7 separate regions of the Mus musculus genome follow, and regions 1, 2, 3, 4, 5 and 7 are each linked to region 6. A link is a contact called in public ChIA-PET and HiChIP or PLAC-seq data. All regions are on one chromosome and are shown on one strand. Each heading gives the region's core, a stretch centred on a gene start, on an enhancer-like site or on the middle of the called end of the contact. The rest is flanking DNA. Distances are from core to core; before and after follow the strand shown. Region 1 holds the start of Fxyd2 (FXYD domain-containing ion transport regulator 2). Region 2 holds the start of Il10ra (interleukin 10 receptor, alpha). Region 3 holds the start of 4833428L15Rik (RIKEN cDNA 4833428L15 gene). Region 4 overlaps Phldb1 (pleckstrin homology like domain, family B, member 1). Region 5 has its middle 23 kb from the start of Il10ra. Region 6 holds the start of Cd3d (CD3 antigen, delta polypeptide). Region 7 has its middle 25 kb from the start of BC049987.

Region 1 (3,046 bases), core at 239-2,738, 420 kb before region 6:
AACGGGCAGGAGGAGCACTTAGTTTCTGTGCATTCCCGGCCAAAATGGTCTGAGCATCAGCTCGTACAACCTGAGGCACAGTTGTTATTCCCTCTCATCCACAAGAGACTGGGGCACAGAGAGGGTAAGTAAGTCACCCCACAACCACACAGCGAGTAAGGGGCAGAGCTGGGATTTGAACCCAGGCAAAGCGTCACTATGAGTCTACGTGCTAGGCTCCCTTTCAAGTGACATAGAGGAAGAAGACTTTTTCAGACCAAGCTGCCTGCCCCTGGCCCTGCCTCCTGTGGCTCCTTCACCCTGAAGGAAGCCGATATTCTGCTCTCTGCCAGCCTGAGCTCAGAGCACTTACCCTTGGATAGCTGGTAGTACAATGGCCAGCAAAGCTACAATCACACACACACACCACCCCCATTCCCCACTCCATGCCAGCTGTACTCTCTGCTGCCCTGCTGGAGCCCCTCTTGTCCGGGGCCTTTTCTAAAGGGATGAAAAAGTTAACAATTCCCAGGCAACTTTGAACTGTGCCCCTGTAGTGATCAGCCAGCCGCAGGGTCTGGTGAGTCCAGATCCCTCCAGTAGCCAGAGGGGGTCAGTGCTGGTGAACCTCAGGTATGGGTTGTTCAGAAAGGTCAAAATCTAAGGAGAAGCCACAGTGACCCAGGCTCTGCATCCATGCAGAAAGTCTTCCCACACTTCCGTCATGTTCAAGGTCAAATGGGGAGCTAGCATCAGCCTCAGCCAGATCCAAGACAGGACCCCAAACCCCACCCCACCCCCATTTCCCTTTCAGGAAGCATTTAATGAGTCCCTCTTCCACCAGTGTTCTAGGTCAGAAAACTCAACATCTATGGACCGGCAGGGGTCCTCTTGGGCTCCAGGCCTGAGTCTGTGGATTTCAAAACGCTGGGCTTTTCTTGTGACCCTAAGCCTTCTGGGGAAGGCTAAGCTAAAGGGCTGCTCCTCCCATCTCCAACCCCGGCAGCCCCTGACCACTTTGAAATCTTAGTTCTCCATCCAAGATGAGAAAGTCACACTGGGCAGGGCGTGGAAGGCTGAGGCAGGAAGAATGCAGTGAATTTTAGGTTATTCTGGGCTATATGAGTTCCAGGCCAACCTGGGCTACAGAACAACACCCTGTCACCCAGAACAAAGTCACATGTACACACACACGTACACACACACACACACACACACACACACACAAACACACAACACACATAAACACACACACTTCTGATGCTCCAACTTCTGCTATTCTGCTCTTTTTCTGTGGGGGTGGGGTTGAGGATCCCTTCTGAATGCTAATTTTCTAAGAGAGCCACTGGCTGGGGAACTCCAAGGAACAGGAGAGGGAAGGGGTCTAGCTGCCCACCAGAGCCAGTCCCAGGCAGAGTCCTGCCAGTCTCACCACTGTTCGCTGACAGATCTGATATTTCCCCAGCCATCGGGGCTTCTCCACGACGGTCTTCCTGTGGCCTCTACTATGGGGACAGTGTCTGCCGTGGCCAGGGCAGAGGTGGGGGGGCATTAAATATTAACAGTGTCAGGTAATATTTACCCCAGTCACAAGAAAGGCTGAGTGTCCCCAGAGGGGCTCTTGCTGACCCAGGCAAGGGGAGGTATGGGGGGAGCCAGAGGCAGGGAGGAGCTGCCTGAGGTCTCCAGCCCCTCCCAGAGGAAATTTCCAGAGAGCAGGGCTGGGATGGGCAGCAACAGTATTCTTCCATCAGCCGGGGAAGCCGCAGCTGGGAGTGAGATGAGGAAGTGAGAATTTCAAGATGCACTCTCGGTGAAGGGCACATGGGAAGTATAGATAGGGGTCCTGGGTCGGGATGGGGACTTCCAAGTCCCTTAGCCTCCAGAGCTTCCTGCAAGGCCCTGTGGATAGCACCGTGACAGCTTACATTCTCATGGGGCAGTCATGTCTCCCCGCCGTGTTCCTAAGGAGCCCGGCCTGGCTCCCTTCTTACCACAGTCCTGTGAATCTTGGGTCCCCAGCAGGATCAGCCTCAATAGCACTGCTGTCCCTGACAGCCTGTCCTGACTTGTTTTATTTATCCTGGTCCCGAGGCCACCACAGTTAGCCACTCACACCTCAGTCTGAAATCCTCCACCATCCCTGACTAATGTCCTATCCTGATGCCCAACACTCCCTCTTGCGGCTGTCACCATATGCTTATGACTCTTTCAGGAAGAAGCTCAGCTTGATCTTAGGGCTTACAAAGCATTTTCTAGCTGTTGTCTCCCTTTTGCTTTAGTTCCTCTCTTGACATGAGCTATCTGAGGTATGGAGAAGCTGAGGCCCAAGGTCAAACATCCAGTGAGAGTTGAAGACAAATAATGGCTATCCTTTGAGATCCAGGGCTCAAATGCTATGGCCATACCCACCCACCCACCCCCAGCCTGTCCTGCACTCACTGTAACCATCCCCTTGGTAACTATGGTGTGGATTCTGTAAGACCACAGTCTTCTTTGGGTTCCAGATGGTCGACTTGGCCTCCAAGAAGCTAATATCCAACACTAGCAGATGATATATAAATAGATACACAGGTGATAGGTAAACAAGAAATAGATGATAGATAGATAGATAGATAGATAGATAGATAGATAGATACATACATACATACATACATACATACATACATACCTGCATGCATACCTGCATGCATACAAGCTATATAAGTGATAGGTTGATGGAGAAATGATACCAAGATGGATAATAGATTTATGGATAGATGGATAGATGATAGATAGATAGATAGATAGATAGATAGATAGATAGATAGATAGATAGAGATAGATGGATGAGTGCATGCATAATACATATATATACACATACATAGCTACATACATACAGGCATACATATATACATATGCGCATGCATACATACAAACTACATAGAGGATAGCTAGATCTATAAAGGATTTATGAATGGATAGGTGATAGACAGACAGACAGACAGATATTTGCTCCCCTGGTGCAGTCAGTCCTTCTGAGAGGAAGGGCTCCATCTGTAGGTGCCCCTCCATCAATGTCAGGACA
Region 2 (2,708 bases), core at 110-2,609, 290 kb before region 6:
GTGTGTGTGTGTGTGTGTGTGCTCGATGCTATGGTTCACAGATATTACTTCCAACTAGCTGAATAGCTAGGGCAGCCCAGTCCTCACAGACAAGCACCTTTCCCAGTGAGTTCCCTCGGCACAGAACATGATCCCACTCCACTTGGCATCCTCTGTCTAGGCCACTGGACATAGCACTATCCACTCCCACGGTGTTTAGACAAAGCTTGTGTCTCCACAAGCCAAGGGGGTGGTGTGCATCACTAGCTCTCAGGTCACGACGGCAGTGCTCGTGTCTGACACCCCCAAGTTGGAGGGTCCTTCTCCAGGTTCAGAGGTTGCCCAAATCTTTGACATAGTAACAGTACTTTGTCATCTACGAACTTCACACCGGAGAACCATCCAATCCAATTTCCAGGAAGAAAAAGAAAAATTTAACAAATACCTCATACTGTTTTCAGTCAGTTTCTAATTTGATGGGAGGCAGGATTGGTATTGGCACTGAGAATCATGCAATTTGCAGACCGATGGCTGGCCAAGCCTTCTCAAGGCAGTAGTGTCTTCCGTGTGACAGGTAGGCTCTGAGGGGAATAGAAAGTGACTTCTTGAGAGCAAGGGCATCCTAGTGACTCCAGCCCTTCCTTGGCTTCTGTGCCTCCTCAGAACAAAAACAGGGCTTCCAGGATAGCATGAATATGTACCTGGCAGATGACCCCACGGGCGCTGTACACCTCACAATTAGATCCCTGAAAATCATGTAAGTGACATACTCACAGTATCAGCGCCACCTGCCAATAAGTCAGGTGGACAAAGCTTGGTCTCTCACACAATTAACATCTTTGGTGACACTGGAGGGCAGACAGATGTCCTGGTCACTGAAGAGGCATCTGAGTGATACCAGGTCCCTCAAGGCGCCTATTGACACTTCTAACCTGCAGATTTAGGGCAAGAACAACCTAAAGGGCCTGGGGGTGTCATGGACTCCCACCAAGAGTCAGGTAGGGACGTTCCCTCACTGTTGGCTTAGCAGAGGGCCCTGCATAGAGGTCCCAGGACTTTCACACATGTACCTGCACGCTTGTGCTTTGCTCCTGGCCCAGTCAGTAATTCCAATTGCTACAACAGAGAGGGGAAGGGGGCAAGGGGAAGGGGAGGGGGAGGGAGAGGGGAGACAGGCTGTCCAGTCGGTGTGAGAGTTAAGAGCCCAGCCACAGAAAGCCTCAGCTGCTCTTTCACCTTGAGACAAATGCCCCAGAACTAGCTAGACTTCGCTGCCTGCTGAGGTTCCTGCGGAGGTTCCCAAGCTCCGTGGGCTGAGGGCGGAGCAACGAGGCTCCGCCTTCAGGTTGATGTCAAGCTGGCCCTGTGGATCCAGCGGCAGTCTTCAGTTCTCAGGACGCCGCCGGCCGGAGGCGTAAAGGCCGGCTCCAGTGGACGATGCCGCTGTGCGCCCAGGATGTTGTCGCGTTTGCTCCCATTCCTCGTCACGATCTCCAGCCTGAGCCTAGAATTCATTGCATACGGTAGGCTCCCCAGCGCTCGCTCTGTTGCTTTAAAGTTCACATTCGCGGGAGAATCTGCTTGGATGGGCTGGGGTCCCGCCCCAGCTCCTTCATGCTGGCAAAACGGTCTCCGGCTCACCTGCTGTTTAAGTGGAGGAGGCTAAGATTAACTGTGGCTGTTTGGGAGTGGCCAGCGATGGATGGGTAAAGCCTATAGTTTCCGTCCTGTACGTACCCTTGTTCCTCAAATCATTATCCTACCACCTCCGGACAATCCATAACTTAGCCCTCACTTTTCGGCTGTTCTGGTTCTTCCGTGGGTCTGATCGTGCCCCTTCTTAGTTAGGCTCCTCTCCCTGAACCCTACCATCTCACCCCATCCCTTCTTTCTGCCCACCCTTCCCGACCACCCTGTTAGTCTTTAGCCCACAATTCATCTCCGCTGCCTGCTGCCCACCCCCCTCACACACACACACTTTACCCACTCCTCAGCTCAGGCTAGGTTCCTGTAGCCCAGGAGAGAATGAAAAAGTGGAGAGTTGGAGGGACCAAGTGGCACAGAAGTACGAAGACCGGGGACCCCAAAACACACTTTTACAGGAGTTCAAAGTAAAAAGAGCACAGTCAGTCATGTTATCTACAGAGGCACTGGGGATGTGCCCCGCTGAACATCACAAACACGGGCTGAGGTTTTCACTCCCCCTCTCAGAGTTTTGCAACTGAAACACAACCTTGAGATTCAAAGAAAGGGGTGGGGGGGGGGAAGGGCTGGGACAAGTATGTTTTCTGAGAATGACAGGGTCACTGAAAGAGAACTGAGAACTGTGACTCTCAGAGAGCTGGCAGTTTGGAGAAGGAAAGTGTTGCAGAGCTGCCTTCAAGAGGAGACATCTTAAAGGGTCAAGAAGGCTGGAGAGGAACAAGGGCTATTGTCCTTGCAACACACTTAAGCCCGCAGAACTCATCAGGAGAATTCAATAGGAATGCTTATTGTATTGTTACAAAAAGGGCAGAGGATCTCAAGGGGGTCACTCCTCTGCTCCTGGTCATACTGGCAAGCTGCTAGCTCCAGGCTCCTGTGTCAGCTCTTTAGAACTAATAGAGTGGGAGACTACAGGTACTTCACAGCTGAGTTTTCGAGGAGGCCAGGAGGCTGGACCGCTGACGTTCATTGTCTCCATTTGAGGCTCGCCTAGGCATCTGATTATACTGATGTCCATGTCTGAG
Region 3 (2,787 bases), core at 35-2,534, 450 kb before region 6:
GCCTTTCTCCACCCCCACCCCCATCTGCTCCTTCCCTATCAAATAACTGGGGCTTCATTTATTAATGCAGCGCTCCTGGGTGGGGGTGGGTGCAGTCCTGCAGGTATTTGTGAAGGAGGCTGCAGGGCTGAGAAATGGGCTGTTCCTGGGAGCAAGGTTAGGGACAAAGCAACTGAGTGTGGCCACAGCTCTGGTCCGTGTTCCTTGCCTGACAAATGGAAAAGGGAAGGGGGTTGGAGTGAGAGCTATGGAGAGAGAAAGCCGCTCCTCACCTTATGTATATTTAATATTAACGTAATTAAAGCTGTGAGCCAAACCAGCCTGCCAGGGTGGAGGGAAGCAGGAAGAGCCCCAAGAAAGAAAATTGGTGTGTGTGGTGTGTGTGTGTGTGTGTGTGTGTGTGTGTGTGTGTGTGTGGTGTGTACTGGAAGCAGGAGGCAAGATTGTTGCTCTCAGGTGGGATGAAGAGGTCAGATTAGGAGTCCAGGGGGGCAAGGAGTTAAGCAAGCAAGTCTAGCCTTGGTGTGTTACCCGGTGGCCCCCTTGGCCTGAGAAAGTCCATTACTTTGCTCACCATTTGAGGCCACCCGCTACCCAGCACCCGTATCTTCTGGACAGAATCCCAGTGGACTAGGCCATCAGACTGGCTCTGAGTAGGCCATCAGACTGGCTCTGACCCGGCCATAGCACTAATAAGGGCTAGGTTCCTCCTTTAATCTACCGAGCATTGCTTTGGGCTCTGGCAGGTTACAAACTCCGTACATCTCCAGGCATTAGCAGAGGACTAGACCCCTCCCCCGGGCTCTTGGCTGTCCTTCTCCATTGCCTAGAGGGGCAAGAATTATTATTGGACCAGGCCAACCCATGCAAAGGGGGCGAAAGGAGAAGCTGCCCTCTGGGCGCGAAGGAGAAAAGTTAGAGGCTTGAGCAGGTAAAGCCGAGAAGCGTCTGTGCTCTACAGCGCAAGGGCGCGGAGTTCGGCCGCCTCCTCTCCCTCCTGCCATCTGCGCGCCCGGGGGCACGTCCTCTACCACAGCCTAGAAGCTCAACTGCCCGCGCTGCCCAAGTGTCGATTTGGTGCCCAGATTGCTAACCATCGAAAATGCCTGCTTTTTGCCAACCCCTCAGTCCCGGCTGCCTCTCAGATCAGGTGCACGGAACCCCGGGAGCAGGTCTGGACATGCCGGACACCTGGACCCACCCCTAGCAACCTTTTCTCTCCCGGGAAAGGGACACGCCCCCCAGTCTGAACACTTGTCCCCAGGTCCAGCAGGCCAAGCGCCGGAGCGGAGAGTCTTGCACCTTGGGGCGCGCTGCCTAAGGTGGTCAGGGAGACGCAGAGAAGCCGGAGCCAGCGCCTGGGGTACAGGGGTGAGACATAGGTGATGGCGACTCTTGGGTCTGAAGAACAAACTTGGTGTCCGAGGGAACCCCCACCCCTGGGGACCCCTAGCTCCCCAGCCCTGCACCCAGCCAGGCGCGGATAAGCGCCATGCGGTGCGCCGGCATTTGCGCCAGGGCGGGGGTCGAGGGCGGTCGAGGGGCGCACGAAGCTACGGCAGGAGTGATCTTCCCTAGGTCCAAGGACCCAAATACCGAGGGCTCCCGGATGAAGTCTCAGTCCGAGGACCACCTGGCTCGCAGGGCACCCCGGGGTCCCAGCTCCAGCAAGCCGCGGGAGCGGGCTGGGGGCTGGGGGAGGGGGCCAGGGCAGAACTAAAGCTGGGCTGCGATGGGAAAACCAGGGGTTCCTTTGCCACCGCCCCCCACGGGCGCGCCCCTAAACGGCAGGCGCAGGGGGGCTGGCAAGCGGTCCCAGGCTGACTCTCACCAGACCCTTCTCTCGGAACCGCCCCAGCTCTCGCGCCCACCCAGCGCCATGCACCCGAGTGGGTCCAGCACTCGGGCACCTGGAGCCCACTGGGCACCGCACCTTGCCTCCAGCCGCGCGCATCCCAGCCCCGCCGCCTCCACCGCCCAGCCGCCGGCAGCGCGGGTCTCACCTTTGTGTAAAGAGTCCAGGAGCAGGAGGAAAGTTACCAGCCACATGCCATAAAGAGGCCCTATTCTCCGGGGAGGTGGTCCTGTGGCCGGCCGTGCGGCAGCGCCTCTCCCCCGCTCAGCGCGCTCCCAGCCGCCCGCACTCGGCGCCCCGCTCTCTCTGCTCCTCAGCCCAGCGCGCGGCGGCGGCTCCTCCCTCCTCGGCTCCCCGGCTCCTGTCATCCACGGGGCTGGGCTAGGCGGCCGCTTTCCCCGCCCCAGCCCCCCGCGACACCCCGGGGTGGTGAGTGCTACTCCAGCCCCAGCCTGGGGTCACTTAGTCCCACAAGCTTAGGGGACAGAGGTGGGGACCCTGACCAGACAGTCTCGATCCTGCTCCTCTGGTCGAGAGAGGAGAGGGGTCCCTGTAACTCGCAGGCTTTTGAGCCTATGGTCGCACAGAGGCATATGTCATACATGTGCTAAGAGTCTGCCATGTAAGGGGAAAAGAACACGGGTTTTTCGCCCGGCCGGTCATTCAAAGCCATTGCTGGCTGTTTCTTTTGGACTCAGTTTCCCTCCACGAATGGGAGAGCATAGGTGCTCTGAGTAACATCTGGGCTAAAAATCTTTGAAGACATTTGGTACTCTATATCTCAATGCCCAATCGTACGTGTTGCTCCCAAACCCTTAGTCACTTCTGCAAGTCAGCTTCCTGGAGAAGCTGTCTCAGACCACCCATCCCCAGCACTGTCCAAATATACACTAGAACCTAATACTTAAAAAAAAAAAAGCCAGTCATTTACA
Region 4 (2,864 bases), core at 308-2,807, 290 kb after region 6:
GTTGGCTGTCTCTGAGGCACAGTGCGACTTTCTGGAACGTTACTGGGCGTGTTGGCAGAGCCAAGAGAGTTCTGAGGCGCTTTGCTTTGACATTAAGAGTCTCAGCGGGGAGGTAATGTGTGACACATTTGCCTACCAGTCACTCAGCCCCGCCACCTGCAAAGCTGGGGAAAACAGCCCTACCTACCAAGAGCCTGGAAAGGGGAGGGCTTCCAGGTCATGAATGCCCAGGCCCAGGGCCTTGCTTGCACCTCTTGACTTTCTGCCCTTTTAAGAAGCCTTCCCCAGCCGGGTGTGGTGGTGCATGCCTTTAATCCCAGCACTTGGGAGGCAGAGGCAGGTGGATTTCTGTAAGTTTGAGGCCAGCCTGGTCTACAGAGTGAGTTCCAGGACAGCCAGGACTACACAGAGAAACCCTGTCTCAAAAAAAAAAAAAAAAAAAAAGGAGAAGCCTTCCCCAGTCGACATGGGTCCTGGATGTGGAGAGACACAAGCCTGAGTGTAGCTAGAGGGACGTTGTCAGCCTGAGAAGCAGAGCCACTTCAGACACACTGGGGCTGAGATGCGTCTAGCTAGGTCCAGGGAAAAGGTTAGGCTGGGAGGCAGACCCTAGTTGAAAGTCTTGGCGTAATAATTATAGGAAATTCAGGGCCTGTCCATCAGACACTTGAACGGTTGGTACTCTGGATGCATCGGCTCATCTAATTTTTGCCAAAAGCGCTATATTGACACCTCCGTTACGTATAACGAGTTTAACAGGGCTCAGAAAGCCTTTGCCCACAGTCTCTCAGCAAGGACAAGGCCGAGGAGAGGGGAGGAGCAGCCACGAGTGGAGAAGAGGCAGGATAGAAAGCAGCAGAGGCAGAAAAGGAAGCAGGAAGCTGGCTCTGACTGTGCGCCAGGTGCTGGGCTGGCGCTTGGCAAAGGCAATCTTGGTTCATGCCTGTGAAACAAAGGAGACCACGTTTAGACGAGGAGCGGAAACAGAAGGAAGCCAGCCAAGGGAACAGACATTTGTAAGCCCAAGGTGTCACCAGCCATGATAGATACCACCAGAGGGTCAAGCAGGATGTGGCCCAAAGGCCATTTGACTCCGGGTCTGAGATTTGTGGAGAGAAGGGTTTCCACCATGCAAGCAGGCAGAAGTCAGATTGCACAAGACCAAGGATAGGTGGGCGGGACAGAGTGTACGAAGGTTGCTGTTTCCCTGTTACTATTTCCAGGGAAAGAAGAAGGGGGGCAGAGCACAATACCACTGGAGGATGGCCAGGAGGAAATGCTGAGATGGGTTTAGGGCTACACCAGGACCTGGGTGTGGCTTGCCGGTTGGACCCGCGCCCTCCTCCTTCCTACAACAGGAAAGCACATTAGATTAGCGTGGGTAAACCCCTCCAGGCGCTCACCTTACCTGGAACCGTTCCCACCCTCCTCAGCACTCCGGCAGTCATCCCTGCCTTGCTGTGTGACATCAGCCCGGAGTGTAATGCTGTAGTGACAGATGCCGAGTTCCGTGCCAGACTATGCTGGGTGCTCTGAATGGGCTCTTGCTTTTCACACCTCTTCCTTCCCTCAGATGTGGCAGAGTACTCCTGAGCTCCAAGCCACGCTGGCAAGCAACTAGGCTGTGTGCCTGTACCTCCTCGCCACGTTGTAACTTCCTAGCACAAGAGCCTAGGATCCCTTTGCAGGTGTCAGTTCCTAGGACTCAGTCATCCTGCCACGAGCAAGCGAGCGCCTGTTCTGTGCCTGGCACATAGCTGTTGCCGTTGGAGGAGGATATAGGTGTGGATGACAGAGGTTCACATTGAGTGTTGCAAGCTCTGTGCTGAGAATCTGTGGTGTCTGTTGCAGTGGCCCGCAGTGGATCTTGGTTAGGAGTTTGTGGACAGGAGGGAGATGGCCCTGGGGTGTGAAGAGCTGGGTTGCTAAGGGGACAGTGAGAATCTCAAGAGACTCCACCTAATTCAGTGTGGGGGAGGCTGCGAGGCAAGGATGTGTTGGCGGCAGTGTGAGCCAGGCACACACAGGCAGCTGGTTCCCCAAAGAGGAACCATCAGAGAAGGTTTTAAAACCCATTCCTCAACACCAGGTCAGGTGAGAGGCAGGGCTAGAGGCTAGGACAGGACCTTCAGGAGGCCGGAGGGAGGAGGGAACTGGGCCTGAAGTAACCCGGAGTGTGGGGAGTGGAGAGGGACCCATGAGAGGAGCTTACTGGTAGCTGTCACTTCTGAATTCAGTGGTTAGTATCATCCTCTCCTGGAGCTGGTGGCTGAGGGTGGCAGTTGTACCATGTGATCGGTGTTTGTAGTGGCCTGTTTCCCTTCCTCCACACCCAGTGTTCACCTCTGCTCTGACGGCTCCCCTCCCCCTCCCTCTCCCCCTCCCATTCCCTTCCCCTCCTCCCTGACCTTGAATGTTGTGTGCAATGTATATGCTCTATGCTGTTCACATGAAGGGAGTAGAATGGCCTAAAGAGCCCAGTAGGAATCAGTGTACGGCAGTTCTTCTTAGCCCCGCCCCTCAGAGGTGGGGCAAACCCCGCCCACCACGGAGCTAGCACTACATGCATCCCCAGCTCTGTGGCTGCTTCCTTCTGTGTTTTGTTTAGTTTGGTTTTTCGTTTTGTTTTAGGTTTTCCTTTTTGAGACAGACTTTCACATAGCCCAGGTTGGCCTTGAATTTGCTATGGTAATGGTAACCCGTGAACTGCTGATCTTCCTGCCTCTACTTCCCAAGTTCTGAAATTGTGTGTGTGTGTGTGTGTGTGTGTGTGTGTGTGTGTGTGTGTGTGTGCACGCACCCGTCTGGTTCTCGAGTTGTCTGAAGTGGGAGCTCTTCAACGCTGAGCAGCCCCAAGCCCTACC
Region 5 (2,714 bases), core at 13-2,512, 310 kb before region 6:
AATGTGTTTTTGGGGATAATATATATTTGGGTTCCACACACACACATACATATATCAAAGATATGTACATATATACACATACATAGATGTGTGCCAGGCTCCATCCTAGTTTTGGGAATAAAAACAATAGGAGGTGCTGCCAGGCTGTGAGGTACTCTCCACATGCTGGTAGGAAGGAGGAGATAATGGGCCTCCAGTATGGATAGAAGGACATTGGGAGACAGGGCATCTCCCAGGATATGAGCCTCCTTGTTCCCCAGATGACACTATTAATTCCCCAGATTTCTAGCTATTCAAGAGTTGAGAAATGGCCCAGTGTTCTCTCCTCCTTGGCTGTCTCAAGTAAAACCAGCCTTCAGCAAAGCTCAAGTCCACCCAGAGAGCTATGAAGGGAGGGCCCAGTCAGGCTTCAAAATGCTTGCCTTGTTAATGATGTACAGCCAAGTCTTTCAACACTCCTATGACCCATTACCCTGTCACTTGGGTTCTGGAAATTTCCTCCAAGGAAATGATCTTAAAACCAAACAAAACAAAACTTCACCTGCAAAATTAAATCTCAAAATGCATTTCGACAAAATGCATGGCCCTTAGCCACAAAATCCCTCTCGTGACAGCCCGCCCTGAAGACGCCATTGTAGAGCTCCCAAGGAGTGGGCGGCACAAGGATCATCTATCTTAGCACTTTAAGTGAGAGTTTTTAATCTAATGTCAATTAAGAGAGGAGTTGACTAGGTAGATGTGGTATTTTCAGAAATAAAATTCAAAACACTGAACAGTCAATGTAAGCAAGAGTTCAGAGTGTCTATCTTGTACCAGGTGTCAACTTTATAGGTGCCTGATTTGGGGAACGTTGAAGAGGGTGCCAGGGCTGGGATGGGGGCAGATTGAATGTTTCATCAATGGTCATTCTCTGTTACTGAGCTGAAAAGACAGATAGCCAGAAGAGAGCTATGCAGACATGTAAAAAGATGTAATCTCAGAACTTGGAAGGCTGAGGCAGATGAATTGCCAAATTGAGCTCCAGCCTAGCCTAGACTGAAAGTAAAACCACACATACATATAGGTGTGTGTGTGTGTGTGTGTGTGTGTGTGTGTGTGTGTGCGTGTGCATGTACAGGTGTGGTTTCCATATATATGGAAAAAAAACCCTCAGAACTCAAAACTGAAAACGATTGTGGTATAAATTCTATGCCTTTGTAAAGATTCACCAAACCATACTGAGGCTTAGTGGGCGTTTTCTCTGTCATGATATCACCAGCTTCTGAGGCACTGTGGTATAGAGTAGCGACTACAATTCTGTGTTCTGAATATAAATGAATCTGCACAGCCCTCAGTGTCGGGATGTCCTAAGAAAGTAGAGCTTTTAGGAGGTGAGCCCAGAAGGTGGCCTTTACTAGTTTTCCCCAGGTCTCTGGCTTCCTATTTGTGGTGTCATCTGCCTCACGCACGGTCTCCCACCATGATACCGTCTGTCCCGAGGTGCTGCAGCCAAGCCCCACTAGAGCCTTGCTGCTTGGGCTTCTTAAGGACAAAGGAAGAGTTCAGATAGGTGATAGCTTATTTCCCAGCAGGAATGACACAAGAAAGAAGACTATGCGGTACCATCTTTAAAACATCAAAAGGACGGGGCTGGAGAGATGGCTCAGCCCTTAGGAACACTGACTGTTCTTCCAGAGGTCCTGAGTTCAATTCCCAGAAACCACATGGTGGCTCACAACCATCTGTAATGGGATCCAATGCCCTCTTCTTGTGTGTCTGAAGACAGCTACAATGTACTTATATACATATAATAAATTTTAAAAAATACTTTAAAAAACATTAAAAGGAAAACAAAACACAGTCCAAGCAAAACTGCCTCCTAAAAATAAACTCTTCAGATGCATCAAAGCTAACGGAACTTCCCCAGGTGAGCCACACTGCTCAGGGAAACTGTTCGAGCACAGAGAAATGATACTGTGTGGGAATCAGGGGCCTTCATAGTGGGCCTCGGAATGCTTTGGATGGTAGTAACTTTGTTAGTAAATGTAATTCTTAAAAAATAATTAAAGCCCTTTTAACTACAAAAGACTATTAAATCTAAAAGAAACCTGTGATTTATTGTGGGGGTTTAAAATATATGTAAAAACAAAAGTAGGGTAAAAGCTGGGAAGAGAGAGACACACGTGTGTTATAGGTTCTTGTACTGTGCATAAGAAAGTGTCACATGACCACTTGGAAGTAAAGTCACGTATATAACCTCAAGAGCAGCCAAGCTCACCCCAATAACAGAGTCAGAATATGCATAGAGCTGAGTTGGGAGAGTGTTGGCCAAGCATGCATAAAGCCATGGGTTTGATTCCCATTCCTATTTAAACTGGTTATGGTGGCACATGGCACATGCCTGAATCTCAACACTCAAGAGGGGAAAGCAAGTGGGTCAGAAGTTTAAGGACAGCCTAGATTACACAAGACCTTGTCTCAAAAAAAAAAAAAAAAGCTAGCAAAGAGAAGGTGAAATTACTTCATCCATCCAGAGATGGTGGAAACAAACAGGAAACAGGAAATATAGAAAAGATGAGATGAGGTTAAAAGAAACAGGGAGAAGTCTAACCCTGTCAACAATCATTTACATATAAATTAAAAGGCAGTAGTTGCAAGGCTTGGTAAGAGTCAACTACTTGTTGCCAACAAGAAATGCACTGTAAGCCAGCCATAGTGGTGCGTGCCTTTAATCC
Region 6 (3,136 bases), core at 244-2,743:
AAACAGAATTACAATGGATGGAACAAATGTTTAGAGTTGGGTATGCCAGATGCAGGAGCTCTTCACAGCAAACAAAGAAAGTAGTCGTATTTATGAGGCTCTTAGAGAATGTTCTAGAGAGGAATGAGGCCCTGCCCAAGGTCATACACAGTCCAGCCTTAAGCCTGACTTGTTGCTATTTTAAATAGCAGCATAGTAAAATACCCGTATCAGAAAAGAGCAGCTTGTAGACAACTTATACAGAGAACATTAATTGTGCTGAAATTCTCAAACCCTAGCTAGTTTCTGGGTTGAGCGGTTCCTGTCCCTCCTGTGCCCCTATAATTTTTACTGTCTTTGCCATGCTTGCTTAAGGAGAAAGGGCCACCAATATGTATCAAATCTGCTCCTGAGGCTCTAAGTACATCAAGTCTGGTGGGAGAGGTGAAAGGCTGTGGGCACAGTGAGCCTTCCCAGCCCAGAGGGCACTGCCATGCCTTATGTCTACAGCCAGCCTTCCCTGGAGTCTGTGTGTCTCTGAGCTTCATTACTTAGTTACTGATCTGAACAAAAGAGCACCCTCCAGAAAACTCCAAAATGGCTGCCCCTGCCTCTGAAGCAGGAACATATATGAGCATGCTGGAGAAGAGAGGTGTATGTAATTCTTCTCCTCTTAAAGTCCCGTCTTCTTTGGAGTTACGTCCAGTAGAAATCTCTGGTGGCCAGGACAGCTCTTAGAGTAACCATTTGACCCAGTTTTCCTGGGACGGCTGAGCTCTGAGATGTGAGCTTCGCAGTGTTATTTTGGAGTTTGTTTGGTTTGGGTTTTTTGCACTCCTTGAGTCCTACCCCCGTGTTATCTACCCAGCCTGCTTTTCTGTTTTAAAAGCAAACAAACTGAGAAAGAGTTGGCACTTAGGACTTACAGACTTTAATATAACATACCCTCTGCCTGTCCTTCCCATTCAGCTAAAGCTAACTTTTCTCTTAAAGATCGCTTCTAAATTCTGAGCCGAGCCGTGGCTCCGGGTGGTCACATGACCAAGAATCCTACTCCAAGAGGCCATTTGCCTTAGACGATGCAATGGGTATAACTTCATTACTAGTTTTAGGCCTAGGGACATACAATATGGAACCATTTCCTACAAATGTCTGGTCCAAGGAGTTTGGGGACACCATCACGACCAATGTGAGCCTTGACTAGAGCAGGTCAAAGCCGAATGCTTGTTTCCTATGCCCTAGCCTTGCCCTTTTATCTTCCCCAGCTTGGTAAACGAGATGCACTATCCAGTGGACTTCTCCCAGTGACAATGCCCCTCACGGGTCCATCCTCCACACAGCTGAAGAGGCCTCCCTTACCTTGGGGGAGAACAGCAATCAGTATCAGACTAGCCAGAATCCCGCTGTGTTCCATCTTCCAGAGGGAATCATGCAACAAATAGAGGCAAGCCACAGGATGATCAGCCAGGGTTAGCACTATCCTCCGCCAACAGACTCATGGGTATTCAGAAAAAGGAAGAGTGGGGGAGGAACTAGAAGAAATCTGCCTCTCTACCTTCTGCCTTTGATGGTGTAAGACTGTCAAAGCAACAGTGGGCTAGGTGTGGGGTAAAACACAAACAGGTGCAAACTGCTCTTTCTGAAGCAAAGATTTTGGGATGATTGATACAAAGCAGAGACTATGAGGAAAGTTTGTTCAGAATTCTAGGAAGTGTAAGGGAATTTAGAATAGCCTTTCCTGGTAACAAAAAACAAATAGCAATAGTCACTGGTAACAAACAAAGAAGATTTTGGGCTTCCTATGAACAATACAACTACATTTACTCACAAACAAGGAAGTGCCACCTCTTTAGATCCACTGAGAGAAACTATTACACAAGCCACATTAGCAGATCCTCTTGTTTCTGATCAGTCTCAGGACCCTTCACAGGACACTCTGGGACACCACATCAAGCTGCTTCTAGCCAGTGGGAAGATGGACTTGAGAAGCCCTCATCCAGACATCGGAATCCTAGGTCCAGCACATAGTACCCATGCATGGAGTGTCTCAGAGCTTGTCTCCCTCAGCATCACTCTAAGGATTGGGGGAGGAGTGTTTGCATCATGCCAGCCACATTAAGCCATCTCAGTATGAGAGTCTTCTTAACAATATAATCAATCCACTCATTTGTAGAATCGATCCTCCCCAGGAGACAATAGACTTTTCTACCATGTGCTGTGGGGATCTAACTTTCCACACTGCTATAATCAGAAGGTCATCTGTCTGGGGACAAAATTATCCTTTGTGCCTGGAATCACATAGGAATTCTGTGAATTTCTGTTATGCATTGACTGGCTAAAGGAGACAATAGCCTGAGACCCTGGAACTAGCCCAGGGTCATACACCAAGAAATAAGCTAGTTGTCCCGTTGGGATGTTCTCTTCTAGGTGGGTACCACTTAGATGTTCTCAAAAGAACAGTGTCAAAAATCTCTTAAGGAAGGTCTACTCTAAGATGCTTTTCCATTCAGAACTCCAGTCTCATACATGGAAAAGTTCTGCCTAAACCCATGAGTTCTGGGATCAAGTGACAAACAAGTCCAGACCTAGCCAGAAGAACAGGCAGGAACATTCATCACTGTCATCGAGAAAAAGGCTCAGTGGAGTCTTCAACCTATTGCGCATAGAGGTTCTAGTGGTAAAGGGGTTTCCAAGTGGGAATCTAGAACCTCATCCCCTGCCACCTGCTATCCTGCAAGCCTTAACAACAACAAAAGAGAAAACGAGATAAGTCAGAGCATCAACACCCCTGCTGGGGCCCCTGCTGCCCACACTCTACAGGAGAGGGCGGAGACACCTGGTATTGCCTCTACTCAGAGTCCCAGCTCAATGCATGCTGGGTGGAGCCAGGCCAGCTGCTGCACAGGCTGTCTGGGTGGCTGGGTGGCTGGGTGGCTAAGGGACTCTCAATACTTCTACTGGAGAAGCAAAGAGACTGACATGGAGCAGAGGAAGGGTCTGGCTGGCCTCTTCCTGGTGATCTCTCTTCTTCAAGGTAAGAGTTTACTTGAGTCTCTGACCACACTGGGAAGGCTCATGAGAAGAAGCTGTGAGCAGGGAGGCAGAGTTATTGGAATCCTTACCAACCTTGAGCTATCGTCACCTGTCATCTTAGAAT
Region 7 (3,129 bases), core at 613-3,112, 340 kb after region 6:
AGTACACTGTCCCTGTCTTCAGACACACCAGAAGAGGGCATCGGATCCCATTACAGATGGTTGTGAGCCACCATGTGGTTGCTGGGATTTGAACTCAACACCTCTGGAAGACCAGTCAGTGCTCTTAACCACTGAGCCATCTCTCCAGCCTTTTTTGTTTGTTTGTTTGTTTTGTTTAAGTCTTTTTTTTTTTTTTTGGTCTTTTTTTGGTTTTTCAAGACAGGGTTTCTCTGTGTAGCCCAGGCTGTCCTGGAACTCACTTTGTAGACCAGGCTGGCCTCGAACTCAAAAATCCGCCTGCCTCTGCCTCCCAAGTGCTGGGATTAAAGGCGTTTTGTTTAAGTCTTATTTTTAAGTGTGTCTGTGTGTGGATGAGCCCGTGTGGGTCAGAGGCACTGGGCTCCCTGAAGCTGGGCTTACAGGCTGTTGTGAGGGCCTGACATGAGTGCTGGGAACTCAGGTCCTCAGAAGAGCAGTACAGACTCTCTAGAGCCATGGTTTTGCTTTTTTTTTTTTTTTTCTGGGATAAGTTCTCATAGCGCAAGCCGGTGAAGAACTAAGTGTCCCAGGTTGGCTCCAACTCACGGCCATCCTCCTGCTTTAGTCTCTTGTGCTGCACAGTCTCTTTAACCCACTAATGTCCTAGGCTCCTGTCAAATGAGATGAACACACTTCCTCCCTATTTAAGTCACTGTTTCTCAGATTTCTGTCCTGTCTGCGGCTGAGTGGCATCTTTAATGGCACCCTCTGCAGAGTGGTCCTTGTTGATCTCTAAGTTTGGGGTCAGCCTGGTCTATAGAGTAAGTTCTAGGACAAGTGAGGACTACACAGAGAAACCCTGTCTTGAAAAACAACAAACAAACAAACAAGCATAAAACAAATAAACAAAAACAAAAGAAAAAACCACAACCCCCTCCCCCCAAGCCCCACTTCCCATTAGGACCCATATGTCCATAACATTTCCAGCCAGGTGACAAGGTCTTGTCCTCTGTCTCTTTCTGTGCATGTAGGAGTGCGTGTATCAGAAGCCAGAAGTCAGCGTGAAAACTCTTTCTCAATTGCTCTCCATTTTGGTGTCTGAGGAAGGTATTCCTACAGATCCCAGAGCTCACCGACTTGACTACACTGGCGGACTAGAAATTCCCAGGGATGCTCCTGCCTCTGCCTCCTCGGCACTGCCACCACCGGCGGGGTGCTGGAGATCCAAACTTAGGTCCTGCAGCTTGTGAGGCAGGCACTCTGGGGTCTGTGCCATCACCGCAGCCCCATTTGGAGCTGTTCCGTATTCATGCCTGCCTCATCTGTGGCCAGCTGAGGCTACAGGAAGAGTTAAAAGTGCTCAGCCCTAAAAACATACAGACAAGTAGCATTCTACAAGCTGAACAGGTTGTATTTATGTATCTAAGTACACACACACACACACACACACACACACAGAGAGAGAGAGAGAGCAATAATTTATGCAAAAGAGAGGCAATGAGCCGGGCTTGGTGGAGCACGCCTTTAATCCCAGCACTCGGGAGGCAGAGGCAGGTGGATTTCTGAGTTCGAGGCCAGCCTGGTCTACAAAGAGAGTTCCAGGACAGCCAGGGCTATACAGAGAAACCTTGTCTCAAAAAACCAAACCAGAGAGAGAGGGAGAGAGAGAGAGAGAAAGAGAGAGAGAGAGAGAGAGAAGCAATGAATTTGAAATAAAGAAAGAAGGGGTGTGTATGGGAAGGCTTGGAGGGATGAAAGGAAGAAACGACACAGTGATATTATAGTCTCAAAAAATAAAAGAAATACTTTTTAAAGGCTGTGTTGTCTACATAGGCATGCCAGCAGCTGCTCCCCTGCTGGTGTAGAACAGCTACCTTCCTCACTCTTGCCTGTCAGGTGTGCCCCTGTCTCAGCCGCCTGCACTTCAAGGCCTTCTCAGGCAAGGAGCTCCTGGTTCTCTGGATGTTTGGTGATGCCACAATGACATGACTTCTTTGTCCCAGTCCTGGGGTGCTGAGGTGGTCAAGGTCATGACCCGTGACAAGATATCTATGGACAGCAAACTGTTAAACTGCCCCACGTGTCCTGCTCTGCCGTGCCCCGCTATATGTAGCCAACTAGAATGCCATTTGAAAACTAAAATCTCCCATCAGGCTGGGCGGTTTGGCCCCATTCGGCAGGAGGGGAAAGGGCCAGTGTGGCTGCAGGCTGGCCCTAAACATCAGCTTCCAGCCCGCGGAGCTGCAGGCTTCCGGTGCTGGGCGGGGCCAGAGCCGTGGGACCGCAGGCCTCGGTGGTGTGACTGATCCTCTGAACACTAATAGGAAGCCACACACCGTTCATTCTCCTAGAATAGCTACGCACCTGCAGATAAGCAGTTTCTGTTGTGGTGAGAAACAGCACAAGAGAGAGATGTAAAGGTAGGCCAGGGCCCAGCCGGTCCCGACCGTGACAATTCTTTTTTGTGGTGAAGTTTTTGTGGTCCTCACACCTCCTACTCACTTTCAATCAGTGCCACCTGCAAGCCATCGGCCACTCTGGCCACACAGACACCTATGCCGAGGGCCAGCCAAGCCTGTCCCCAGACCACTCAACTGAGATTGCTGAGGCCACTCTCACTGAGAGCCTAAGAGATAGGCCCTGGTTTGGCCTCATTTGGTCTCCATAAGTCCATTGCAGTCACTACGGTTTGTTGGGGTCTTAGTTTCCTCTTTTGCAAAGCAGGACTAATGGTAGCTCTCTTCAGAAGCTATTGTGAGACAGAAGGACTGCATGTGGCCAGCTGAGGGCGGTGCCTGTCCTGTTTATGGGTGGAGATGCTCCAGCTGGCCTCCTGCCCTATTGTGCAGCCTGTCCCTGTCGCGTGGCTGAGGAATACTCCACTGAAGCTTGAGAGAAAGTTTGACTAAGACGTGATCTATGTGCTGGCTAGTTTTATGTCAACTTGTTTCAAGCTGGGGTCATCAGGGAGGAGGGAGCCTCAGCTGAGACAATGACTCCATAAGATTGGGCTTAGATGACAATGTAGGGCATTGTCTTAATTAGTGATTAATGGGGGAGGGCCTAGCCCATTCTGGTTGGTTCCTGGTTCTATAAGAAAGCAGGCTGAGCAAGCCAGGAGGAGCAAGCCAGTAAGCAGCACCACTCCAT

Evidence for each region. ChIA-PET counts read pairs in DNA pulled down with a chosen protein or histone mark. HiChIP or PLAC-seq counts read pairs in DNA pulled down with a chosen protein or histone mark.
Region 1: a contact with region 6 is called in an H3K27ac HiChIP or PLAC-seq map of embryonic stem cells, with 2.5 times the contacts expected there. The contact joins the promoter of Fxyd2 here to the promoter of Cd3d in region 6. A contact is called at or near these places in 7 of 39 promoter capture datasets (the C10 cell line, hippocampal neurons, liver and 4 more), 5 of 115 datasets of contacts at active chromatin or transcription factors (bone marrow-derived macrophages, embryonic stem cells, large pre-B cells and 1 more) and 4 of 9 other capture datasets (adipose tissue, embryonic stem cells, liver and 1 more).
Region 2: an RNA polymerase II ChIA-PET map of memory CD8 T cells shows a contact between it and region 6, with 224 read pairs. The contact joins the promoter of Il10ra here to the promoter of Cd3d in region 6. A contact is called at or near these places in 4 of 39 promoter capture datasets (hippocampal neurons, neural stem cells, pre-B cells and 1 more), 1 of 484 Hi-C or Micro-C datasets (granulocyte-monocyte progenitors) and 2 of 115 datasets of contacts at active chromatin or transcription factors (effector CD8 T cells and memory CD8 T cells).
Region 3: a contact with region 6 is called in an H3K27ac HiChIP or PLAC-seq map of embryonic stem cells, with 4 times the contacts expected there. The contact joins the promoter of 4833428L15Rik here to the promoter of Cd3d in region 6. A contact is called at or near these places in 3 of 39 promoter capture datasets (liver, pre-B cells and stem cell-derived epiblast-like cells) and 1 of 115 datasets of contacts at active chromatin or transcription factors (embryonic stem cells).
Region 4: an RNA polymerase II ChIA-PET map of effector CD8 T cells shows a contact between it and region 6, with 13 read pairs. The contact joins the enhancer-like site here to the promoter of Cd3d in region 6. A contact is called at or near these places in 1 of 39 promoter capture datasets (embryonic stem cells), 1 of 484 Hi-C or Micro-C datasets (the G1E-ER4 cell line), 1 of 115 datasets of contacts at active chromatin or transcription factors (effector CD8 T cells) and 3 of 9 other capture datasets (adipose tissue, embryonic stem cells and pancreatic islet).
Region 5: an RNA polymerase II ChIA-PET map of memory CD8 T cells shows a contact between it and region 6, with 157 read pairs. The contact joins the enhancer-like site here to the promoter of Cd3d in region 6. A contact is called at or near these places in 2 of 39 promoter capture datasets (embryonic stem cells and hippocampal neurons), 1 of 484 Hi-C or Micro-C datasets (natural killer cells), 3 of 115 datasets of contacts at active chromatin or transcription factors (CD8 T cells, effector CD8 T cells and memory CD8 T cells) and 1 of 9 other capture datasets (macrophages).
Region 7: a contact with region 6 is called in an H3K4me3 HiChIP or PLAC-seq map of the SCID.adh cell line, with 12 read pairs. The contact joins the enhancer-like site here to the promoter of Cd3d in region 6. A contact is called at or near these places in 1 of 39 promoter capture datasets (the C10 cell line), 1 of 15 datasets of contacts at CTCF or cohesin (embryonic stem cells), 1 of 484 Hi-C or Micro-C datasets (the G1E-ER4 cell line), 3 of 115 datasets of contacts at active chromatin or transcription factors (the SCID.adh cell line, effector CD8 T cells and embryonic stem cells) and 2 of 9 other capture datasets (liver and pancreatic islet).

The regions. Positions count from the first base shown.
Region 1 is chr9:45,404,532-45,407,577 of GRCm38.p6, reverse strand. It overlaps Fxyd2 (FXYD domain-containing ion transport regulator 2), which reads right to left and starts at 1,488. Exons shown (of 6, transcript NM_007503.4): 1 at 1,412-1,488. The coding sequence starts at 1,448.
Region 2 is chr9:45,267,800-45,270,507 of GRCm38.p6, reverse strand. Il10ra (interleukin 10 receptor, alpha) reads left to right here and starts at 1,359. Exons shown (of 7, transcript NM_008348.3): 1 at 1,359-1,502. The coding sequence starts at 1,436.
Region 3 is chr9:45,429,729-45,432,515 of GRCm38.p6, reverse strand. 4833428L15Rik (RIKEN cDNA 4833428L15 gene) reads left to right here and starts at 1,284. Exons shown (of 5, transcript NR_040732.1): 1 at 1,284-1,371. Dscaml1 (DS cell adhesion molecule like 1) reads right to left here and starts at 2,163. Exons shown (of 33, transcript NM_001081270.2): 1 at 2,004-2,163. The coding sequence starts at 2,049.
Region 4 is chr9:44,690,489-44,693,352 of GRCm38.p6, reverse strand. The region is part of intron 20 of Phldb1 (pleckstrin homology like domain, family B, member 1); the gene reads left to right. Among named protein-coding and RNA genes, the nearest start is that of Treh, 19 kb to the right of the region's middle. Within about 2 kb of position 1,557, at least 134 of the 459 cell types and tissues checked have an H3K27ac peak or open chromatin away from gene starts, as enhancers often do. A contact at or near this core is called in adipose tissue and effector CD8 T cells, where this site is marked.
Region 5 is chr9:45,290,424-45,293,137 of GRCm38.p6, reverse strand. No RefSeq gene overlaps it. Among named protein-coding and RNA genes, the nearest start is that of Il10ra, 23 kb to the right of the region's middle. Within about 2 kb of position 1,262, at least 36 of the 459 cell types and tissues checked have an H3K27ac peak or open chromatin away from gene starts, as enhancers often do. A contact at or near this core is called in CD8 T cells, effector CD8 T cells and memory CD8 T cells, where this site is marked.
Region 6 is chr9:44,980,143-44,983,278 of GRCm38.p6, reverse strand. Cd3d (CD3 antigen, delta polypeptide) reads right to left here and starts at 1,493. Exons shown (of 5, transcript NM_013487.3): 1 at 1,339-1,493. The coding sequence starts at 1,393. It overlaps Cd3g (CD3 antigen, gamma polypeptide), which reads left to right and starts at 2,848. Exons shown (of 7, transcript NM_009850.2): 1 at 2,848-3,013. The coding sequence starts at 2,959.
Region 7 is chr9:44,645,329-44,648,457 of GRCm38.p6, reverse strand. No RefSeq gene overlaps it. Among named protein-coding and RNA genes, the nearest start is that of BC049987, 25 kb to the left of the region's middle. Within about 2 kb of position 1,862, at least 107 of the 459 cell types and tissues checked have an H3K27ac peak or open chromatin away from gene starts, as enhancers often do. A contact at or near this core is called in the G1E-ER4 cell line, the SCID.adh cell line and effector CD8 T cells, where this site is marked.